2 separate regions of the Dromaius novaehollandiae genome follow, and region 1 is linked to region 2. The links are chromatin contacts, called in public Hi-C maps. All regions are on one chromosome and are shown on one strand. Each heading gives the region's core, a stretch centred on a gene start, on an enhancer-like site or on the middle of the called end of the contact. The rest is flanking DNA. Distances are from core to core; before and after follow the strand shown.

Region 1 (4,997 bases), core at 1,579-4,078, 310 kb after region 2:
TCTCCGCTCCACACTGGAGGGGGACGGATATTTTTTGTTTTTTCACCCAGAACCCATTTTTTTCCAGTGGCCTCGGCCAGCCCTGCGGCGAGGGGGAGACGGACAGAGGCCGAAGCCCCCCCGCCGCCCCCGCTGCGACACCACCCCCCAGGCGCTCCGTCGCCGCTCTGCCCCTGCCCTCGCGGGGCCGCGGAGGCAGCAGCGCCCTGCGCGCAGCCCGGCGTCCCGGGGCGCCCCCGCGGAGCCAGGTGCCGGCACCGGCGGAGGTGCCAACTGCCTCCATCCCCCTTAATGGACTGTTAACTCGCGAGGCTAATGAGGCCCGGGGGGCGCCGGCGCGGTTAAACCTCTCTCCCGCCGGGCACGGCGGCTGCCCCGGGCCCCCCCGCGGGGCCGCCGCGCCGCGCCGCGCAGCGCGGAGCAGAGCCGCGGGGACCGGCCGGTGTGCGCGGGTGCCCGCGGGCAGCTCGCCGGCGCCCGGGGCCGCGCAGGGATGGAAGAAACTCCCCGGGAGGAAGTTACGGATTAACCTGCCCGGGGGGCAGAAACCTGCCTCCCGGCGCTGCCGTCCGGCGCCGCCGCTGCCGGCCGCCCCCCGATCCGCCGGCCGCTGCGCGCAGGGGGGCTCCGCTCGGCTGCGCGGCCGCTGGGCAGGGCCCCCCGGCCCCTGCGCTCCGCTCCGCCCCGGCGGCCCCCCGGGCGGGGGTGCCCGGCGGGCAGGGGTCCCGCTCGGGGCGGGCGGCAGCAGCGACCCCCCTCCCCGGGAGGGGGAGAGGGCGGGGAACGATCTCCAGACCACCTCCACGACGGGGCATACGTATATATGCGCACATATATATTTTTATATATATATATATATATACACACATATATTGTCTCCAGGCTTGATGCCCAGTCCTCCCGAGAACCTTCATTTTGAAATGGGATTGTTGTTTCCCTCGAGGGTGGCTTGTCAGAAGTCAGGTGTTTTGGGGTTTGTGGTTGTGGGGTTGTTCTATTTCCTTTCTTTCTTTCTTTCTTTCTTTCTTTAATTTAAAATGTAATTTCTGAGAGACAAAGAGGTAAATTATCTGCCTCGGCGTTGATGGTACGTCAAAGATTGCAAAGCCCAGGCTCTCTCTTCCTGCGAAGAGGATGATTTATAGAAAATTGCAGGCAGAACACATGCACATTCTGGCAGCCGTAAAGACAGTCCCTCCCTTTTCCTTAATGTTCTTTTATCAGCTTCTTAGGAGGTGTCCGCTTCATTTGTCTGCATGAAACCAGTAGTCTTAGTAGGAATCCCCAGTTCTGATGTTTTTCCCCTTTTCCTTAAGAAGGATTCTCTAAATCCAACAGTGCTCCTTCTGCCCAGAAATTATTCATTCTCCTATTTCTCACAGCACTTGTTTGGGGGGGGGGGGGGAGTGGAGCGGAGAGAGGAGGAGGGAGAAGATCTTTCTCCTGTTTAGTGATTAACTTGCACGGCTCAAAGAAAGAAAAGATTTAATGGGAGAGATCTTGCCTGTGTGCTTTGTACTCACAGCAGTCTTGGGGATGGGAAGATCGGAGAGTACATGGGTTTAATATTTGACTAGTACCTGGGCAACCGATTTTTGTTATTTTATTTTATTGCTGTCATCGGTGTTTCTGCATTTGGTCTTCAGCTGAGCTGGGAGAGTTCAGACAATGAAGTTCTAACATGCCTGACCTCTCCCACAGCCAGTAAAATCTGGACTGCTTTAAGAAGATCATCTCAGCTTCACCACTCAGATAAAACTTCCTCAGAGCAGGGGAGGGATCTCCCCCTTCACCCGGACCGGAGCTTTGTGGTTCTAGTCTCTCTTCCACCCATGCAAATTGCAGTGCTTGAGGGCTCGAGAAATCCCAGCGATGTTCCAATACCAGTCATGCCCTTGTGTTCAGATTGATTTAGCCTCACTCCCATGCATTGATTTTCTGAGTCTGCACACAACCCCTAATCCCCCCGCCCCGATAGCCCCCCTCCCCCCACTCTCCGATGTTAGACAGAAACCTAGAAAGTGTCTGACTTGGTGTTTTGGGAAGAAATGGAAGGGTGGGGGGTGTGGGGGGGGCGAGAGAGATAGCTTAGCACAATGATTAATAGAAACGAGACTAAATAAAAATGCAGGCTACAGCAGCTTTGTCTTTGCTTTCTTGCCATCATCACCACAACACCTTTCTTTGTGAGCCTTGATCGTTTCTTTCCACGGTTTTAAATAATCAGCCACAAAAGAGCAGACAACTTAGGGTTGGAAGGCATAAAAGTTATTTTAAGTAGGATTATTTATTTTATTTTGCAGCTAAAAAACGTTTCACCAAGCTAGGAAGCAATTTTGGTGCTCATTACTACAAGCTCTCTTTTCTCCTAAATGCTTGTGAGAAATAAAAAACCTGGAGATGACAGTGTCTTTATTTCCGGGAGAAGACTTCAAAATACGTGCCAGAAATGGACAATTCGAGTCTCCTTTCTCCACATCAAATGAGAGCTGGAAGGGGGATTAAAAACCAACCACGTGGTAGATCTGGTTTTATACTTTGCAACCTCCAGCTCCATTTATGTTCTTTACCCTGCTCAGGGAAGATTAGCCTCTAGATGGATGTGTCTGAGGGATCACCTCAGGGGCAGATCTGCCTGCAGAAACCGGTTTTTGCCATGGCTGGAAGAGAGCTATGACCCAGCAGAGAGCTCCATCCGAGCGGCTCCCCCAGCAACGCAGGAGCTGCTGAGCGCTCCTGTGCAGGAAGCTTTGTGAAGGCAACAGCTTGGAAGGGGAAGCTCTTCAGATCTTTCCCCCCTCCTTCTCCTCCTCCCTGGCCTGTGAGTGATTCAGTGTCCCAAACCTTAACTTTTTGTTACCACCTTCCTCCTCTTAATCTCCTTCATCTTCAACACCTCCTCCTCTATCACTACCATCTTCTCCTCCATCTGTCTGCCTCCTGGATCTCTCTCTTGTTTGCTTGCTTTCCCCCCTCCTCTTCCACCTCCCTCCCTCTCTTTCTTCTTGCCTTTTCCTCCTCTCTTTTCTTCTCTTTTCTTTCTCTTTTTCCTCCTCTTCCCCTACACGTTGTTGTTGTTGTTAGAAAGGATTCTTGCACCCCCTGGTGCTCTTGCGTTTTGTGTGGTAGGAGAGGAGATTGTCTTCTTTCTCTCTCTCCCTCTGGTTGCTCATTATTCAGAGAGAGACACAGAGGGTGAGTGAGAGAGAGAGAGAGAGACGGATATCTCAGGTCATCTGCAGCTGCAGCAAACCAGTGAAGGAGAGAGAGAGGGAGAGAGAGAGAGGGGGGGAAAAGCAGGGAAAGATGGCGATCCTCCATTGCTGAGACCTGGCAAGGAGCACATGAGACTCACAAAACAACTTCCACAACAATAACAAGAAGAAGAGCTAGGCAGAGAGGAAGAGGAGAGGAGGCAGCAGCCAGAGCAGCAGTGCCGGGACGCTCCTGTAAGTTCTTGCAATTAAAACCCATCTCCGGTTTGGCATTGGAGAGATCATCTCTCATGTGTATATGTACATATATATCTATATCTATATATTTTTTGGTCTTTTCTGTCTTTCTTTCTTTCCACCACCTTCCTCTGAAATCCATTCATTCGGCCAAGGGAGGAAGGAGGAAGAAAGAAAGGAAGAAAAAAAAAAAGGAGAGAAGAGAGGGAGCGAGAGCGGGGTGTTTTGTTTGAGAGAGAAGTCTCTTGCATGGAGGAGGAGAAGAGGAGGAGGTGCTGGTGGTGGTGGTGGTGGTGGTGGTGGGAGGAGGAGGAAGGCGGTTAATTAATTTTTTGTTGTTGCATTAAAGGGGGGGGGGATATGGGGAGATAAGTGAGATATCAGCCGAGCTTTCGGGGTGGGGGGTGCCCGTGTGGATGTGTGTGTGTGTGCGAGGTCTGGATGGTGCTGTGCGTGTGGACTTGGATCAGAGACGGGAGAGACACGGAGGAGAGAAAAGCTCCGTGCTGGCACGACCCAGGCAATCGGGTGACCTCTTTCTTCCTTCCTTTCCTTCTTTCTTTTCTTTCTTCCTCTCTCGCTCTTGCTCTGCTCCTCTGTCCCCTCTGGCTGCCGTCCTCCTCGCCGCTGGCGAGGCTGGTCCCTCAGCCGGCGGTGGTGCCCCCTCCGCGGCTCTCCTGGAGTTGGGATGCGGGGGTCCCCGGCGGCTTCGGGGCTGGGGGGCTGGTGGTGCCCGCAGGAGGTTGCTTGGAGGAGGACAGCGTTCAGCTGGAGAGCAGGAGCCATTACACACGCTTCTGCTCTCCTCTGAGAGAAAGAGAGCGAGGAGGGAAGAAAGGAAGGGGAAGGAGCCCAGTTCTTCTTGCTCAGTTCCCCGATGTCCCTACCTTTAAACCAGGCGAGGGAGAAGGAGCTTCCTCCCCTGTCCCTTTCTCCACCACCCGGAGCAGCTTTCTCCCTATCTCTCCCCCTCTTTCCCTTTCTTTATCTCCCTGTCCTCCATTTGCAAGCTGTCTGCTTTGGTTCCAGTCCAGGCTCCACAACACAAAGCTTCTCCTCGCTCTCGCACACATGCACACACACAGTCCACAGGCTCTTTATGTCTTCTGGAGAAACCTTCTCCTTCCCCCCTCCGCTCCTCTTAGCATCGTAGTTTCTATCTTCTACACAGAGAGATCCTCCTGGAGCTTCATGTAGTTGTGATCTGATAGGATTTCTCCCCCCCTCACCTCCCTCCTTTGGGGAGAAAAAGGAAAAGTTTCATTCGTTTTTCTGGTGTTTGGAAGGAGAAAGACCTTCAAGTTTGAGTGCTTTCTGCTGCTGCTTTTGTGTGTGTGTCTGTGGGGGTCTGTTTGTCTCATGAAGCTGCTTGCATGTCTAAGAGGAAGTGACTAGTTTGGCAGAGAGCTGTGATCTGAGTCAGGTAAGCCATGTCATGTTCTCTAGCTCCACCAGAAAATGGAGGAGAGAGAGAGTAGACAAAGCTGAGATGGGAAGTGCTCCTAACATCGTGGATGTCTCTCCATGTTTTGAAGCTTTGCTGGC
Region 2 (5,092 bases), core at 813-3,312:
CGGCATCAGACTTAACAAGCCCCTCATGACACGTGTGGTTATGATACTCCACGCATGCACTCAGCTGTTTTTCAGTGCCTCTCACCAACGGCTAGGTCTCGCATGTTACTGGAATCAGCGCAAGGACTCCATCCAGCAGCGTGTACCCGAAACCAGTGATGAGGCCAGGAGTGACGCCAGGCAACCCGACGGCCAGATCAGCTCTGCGTTCGGTTATTAGCACCAGATCTTGGTGGACCTGCAGGTGGACTGCGTCCCAAGGTGCTCTCCAAAAGGTGGGAAAAAAGTCACTTGCCTGAGGTGCCTTGATAACGTTATCTGTTATTTAAGTCTTCTTTTCCATCACCTTTCTTCCCCACCTTCCCTGTCAAAAATCAGCATCTACATCTTTGTACACTGGTCACCTCACATCTCCTGCTGTATCTCTTATTCCTTTTCCCCCCTGGAAAGGATAAATCTGAGAAAACTCACTGGTTCTAAGATAGAGCTTGAAACGTTTTTTGAAGGGAACCATAAGATGCAGTCGCCTGTGATAGACAGGGGCTCTCTCTGAGGACCTAGGGGGACTTTTTCAGTCCTGTGTTCCCAAGATGCTGCAGCGTGGATGCTGTAAAAATTTGAAAGATACAAATCTGCAGTACTTTCATGTATTTATAACTCTATTCTAGAGTGGCAGCGAGACCGTGACAAATTCTCTTTATCTACAGCAGGTGTTGACTGTGCTTGAGTGCTCGTTTTCACCAGAAATCTTGAGAGATACCGAAGACTGAGGACAATACCGGGATATCTTGCCCATGCTAATGCCGTCCTTAGGTAACCACCTGGCAACAAGCAGCGAGGGAACCCATCTGTTCTGTCAGGCCTGCAGGGGCATCACGTACAGGTGGGTTATAAACTCCTCGCGCGCAGGCGGTGATGGGACAGTATCGTTCACATTAATGTTTCTGCGCTGCTGTGTACTGTAACATGGCACTGCTCTTTTTTTGAGGAAAGCACGTAATAAAGATCTCAGAAGATGTGCACTATCAGAAATTATTTTCCTACTATCTCTTGGTATTAAGGTTATGCTCTAACACAGCCGTTGTCAACAGATGCAGGCATTTTCCTCGTTTGAAGCAAGTGGGATTCTAGCCCACAGACACTGCTCTGCTCAGCGGTGCTGAGAACAAAGCTAGAATATTAGCTTTCTTTAACCGCCTTGTAGCAATTGGCCAAGGAGCTGGTGGGAAATAGCCTGCTTCGGCTGACGTTTCCCAAACGGATCTCTCATCCAGTTTGGCAGAGTTGTGCAGAATTTGTTTTGATGGGTTTCCCACCCTCTCCTCCCCGGAAGAGTCCTTGGCTGGATGGCGGACGACCTGCCAGAGTCTTCTGGTGCCCAGGGGCAGCACGGACGACCTCAGGGCTTCATTCACGGAGGAGCTCGGGGCTATTTCTAAGCGACGAACGCTGGAAAGCACCTCCCAGGCCAACCCCACCGACGCCGCCCAGGCCTCCGCACCCACGCTGACCCGGTGGCAGCACCCGAGGCCTGAAGCAGAACAGCCCCCAGCGCCCTGACGCCCGGGGCGGCCCGGCCGGGGGCTCTTCCAGGCGACCCCGCCACACCGGGCACCCGCGCGGCCACGAGCCGGGGGCGGCGGCGGGAGGCAGCCGGGGGCCGCCGGAGCCACCCGAGGGCGGCGGCGCGGGAAGCGGAGGCGGCGGCGGCGGCGGCGGCGGCGGCGGGGGGGGGGGGGAAAGGCGCGCGCGCGCCGCCGCCACGTGGCCGCCCCGCCCCGCCCCGCCGCGCGCCCGCCGGCAGGTGGCGCGCGCCCGCCGCCGCCGCCGCGGGCAGCCCCGGTGCGCCCGCCGCGGGGGGGGGGGGGGGAGCGGCGGTGCCGGCGTCGCGCGCGCCCCCCGCTTCCCGCGCCGGCTGCGCGCCCCCGCGGCGGCGGGCGGGTCCCCGGGGAGGCGGGAGCGCGGGGGCGGCGTTCGGGCGGCGCGGTGCCTCCCAGCGTGCGGCGGGGCGCCCGGAGCTGGCGCTTCTCTGCGGCGGCCTCGGCGCTGCTCCGTGAGGCTTCGCGGGCCGCTGGCTGGTTTAATCCGCCCTGCGTTTCCTCGAAGTCCTGCACCCGGCTGCAGCAGAGCCCCTTGCCCCTGCCCTGCAGGAGCCGGCGTGCAAACCGGGAGGAAGCTGCCCGCCCAAACGCAGCCCAGTCTTCTGTGTACGCGTTAACACACGTGCGTACGCGCCGACACATCCCGGAGAAGGTTTCTGCAGGCTTCCGCGGTCTTCCCATACCAGCGCACCTCCACCCAAGCAGTAAGCTTCCACCCTCTGAGATGCTCCTCTGCTCTCCCAATAGGCGCACCAGAACAGCAGGCACTCCTCTGGAAGTACTTACGCTCTTTCTGCAGGAGGATGCGGTGTTTTTTAATATGTGTGTGTAATTTTTAGTTTTGCAGAATGTAGCTACATCCTCAAGGCCACTTGTCATCCACAATGCAACCTTTTTCTTAGGTATTGTTTAATAAATATATGCTGCGTGGTAGTGCTTGTAAGTCAATCAAGTTTAGCTGCTTCAATTAGCAGGATACATTTTAACAGCATATGATATAGTCATTCTCCCAAAATGCTGATTTTGTGAATGGCTTAGGTCCTACACTGAAGGCTTATCCAAGAAGGTGGTCACTGCTAAGTGCATGTCAGTCCTCACTTATTCTTGATGAGAAAATATTAATATAGTCAAATACATCATTTCAACAGCTCCTTGTTTTTTACCATTCTTTCTGGTCTTGTCCTTGTAAATTCAATTTCACAGGCACAATCTGTAACGCAGCAGGTGCCAAGTGTAGCCTTCTTGTTTCATAGGATCCAACTAACTGTCTATGTGGGATTCACTTAAAGAGTAGCACAGGAAGCAATGAAAAAACCTGTGTTTCTGTTATACAAAAAAGAAAAAGAAAAAGAGAAACGGATGGTTTTCAATTAGTCTGCCCTCGCTGCTTGTTTCAGCATTGTTAAAGACCACCTACTACTGTGCTTCCATGTAAGTTGGTTCTAAATTCTTCATGATTGCATTGGAGGAAATGATCGTGTTGTCAGTGATGGCTTTGCTTCTGCAAATAAAGTTTTATAGCCCAGGCCCAGATACTTAGTGGTGCTGAAAGCAAAGGAAGCGAGACACCTAAATACCTTTGAGGATCTGGATTTTTGCCCTTATTGTGAAGTATAACTTTTAGATTCCAGAGCTTGAGCTCTTAATTATTATTTTCTGGATACATCCTGTGACCTGTACTGAATGAATTGACCTATGTGCATGTCCTAGTCCTGTCCTAGGAAAAGGATCTACCTGACGTGTAGTGTCTGCCCCTTTTCCCGATTTTTAGAGCAGATGTAGGCTAGTTAGTCCACCCTGAATAATCTCATGGAGATTCCCCGCGGAAAGGCTTTCTGTAGACGCATGCCCATGACAAGTCTGCAGGACAGGAACTATCCCCACAGAAAATGCACCCTAATTGGCGCCCCAGTAGTGATCGAGATGGCCGGGTGGGTGATGGGACTGAATGACGCTTTGCTGGTGGCACGACTGTGCAGCTGGAGCTCACACCTGCAGAGCCCCCATGCAGGGACCTGTGTGTGGGGCCAGTAGAAGAAGGAGCGAGCACAGCTGAAGGTGTCAGCCGAAGAGCCGAAGAGTGACGTGCACGGCCAGAAAGAGAGCGTGACCATCGCCTTCCAGCACCCTGCACTCTGCACCGCGGCAGCAGGAGCAGCCGGTCTGCCCGGAGCAGGGATGTGCACCGCGCCGGGAACCGAGAGAGGACACCAGGGCGGCTGCAAGTTTGGAGGCAAGTCTCCGAGCTGCAGCGTGCCTGGCTGCCCTTGTTCAGGCCGCAGTGCCAGACCCCCGGGCAGGGGGACACCCCGGAGCCCAGGTTTTCTCGGGGCTGGGATGGCAGAACCACTCGCCCGATGTGTGAGTTGCTCCCTGCCTCTTCTGAGGGGCAAGAGCTGCACGGTGCAGCTGCACGCACGGCCCGAGGATGTGGCTGTAACGCGGGAAACTATCTGACTACTGAGCTGGCAAAGGGGTCTGGCCTTTGGTCTCTGCTTCCACTGTTATTTCCTTTTTTTAAATACAATTACTATTACATACAACATTTCCAAGTGGCACAGAGGGCACCGAGGCTTTTCCTTTTACCCTTGAGAGACTCCAGCCGTGATGTTAGGAAAAGCAGTGTGGTACGAGTGTTCCTTTGGCAACCTTTTTCATGTTTCAAGCAGCAGATATTGACGAAGATGAGCTAAAAGTAATTGAAAAAGTATTAATTGCTTCTTAGGTACCTGGTTATGTGTAAGACATGAGTATTTTAGCCTAAACGGGAGGGGAACGGTTTTATGACCATATAATTAGCAGTTGTGTGAGATTAACCGCAAGACTTATTAAGTCATTTCTGATAGCACAGTTTCCTTTTTTACATTGCTTAATTAAAAAAAGAACACTTCAGCATGTTTTATAACACTGCTTTAAATAAACAAACAGACAAACTTAAATTGCAAGGGATAGTCTAGAGGTCTCTGCTACTGAGATCCGTGGCAACTGAAATGTATCTGGGAAACTGAAGAAAGGTGATGGTCTGGCAGAGAGTGCATTGGTCAGGGGGCATGGAGGCGATAGTTAGGAACATCTTGGGGTGATGATTAGAGTAGCTTGGAGGATGTGAGAAGAATAAATGAAAGACCAAACTGGCAATGGTAGGCTAACGTGCTGCAGTATATCCTTGCTGTTTTATTGTGATAGCAGTAGAGCCTAGCTCTGTTCTTATCTACTGACTATGTGTTCATGATGCATTTACCCCTCTGCAGCTCCCTGCAGCTGCAGTTTCTGTCTTCCGTATTCGTCTTCTGTTTCTTCTCTTTGCTCTCCCCGTGGCCTCTTCATTTCCAGCTCCTTCTTCATCCCATGATGCACTTGTTAAGCACACTTATCTCTGATCATCTCTTTTCCAAAGACTGGGATTTTCTGGAAGCCTAAAGGGAGTTGCATACCCAGCTAACAATGAATTTCAAAGTGCTTGAGAATCCCACCCTGACCTTTTTAGAGTT

What was found. Hi-C and Micro-C count contacts between places; a contact is called where the count stands out from the background.
Region 1: a contact with region 2 is called in a Hi-C map of brain, with 4 times the contacts expected there. The contact joins the promoter of ZNF462 here to the enhancer-like site in region 2. A contact is called at or near these places in 2 of 4 Hi-C or Micro-C datasets (brain and liver).

The regions. Positions count from the first base shown.
Region 1 is chrZ:12,201,449-12,206,445 of bDroNov1.hap1, forward strand. It overlaps ZNF462 (zinc finger protein 462), which reads left to right and starts at 2,829. Exons shown (of 12, transcript XM_064501741.1): 1 at 2,829-3,449.
Region 2 is chrZ:11,889,614-11,894,705 of bDroNov1.hap1, forward strand. No RefSeq gene overlaps it. Among named protein-coding and RNA genes, the nearest start is that of TMEM38B, 35 kb to the left of the region's middle. Within about 2 kb of position 2,063, at least 1 of the 2 cell types and tissues checked has open chromatin away from gene starts, as enhancers often do.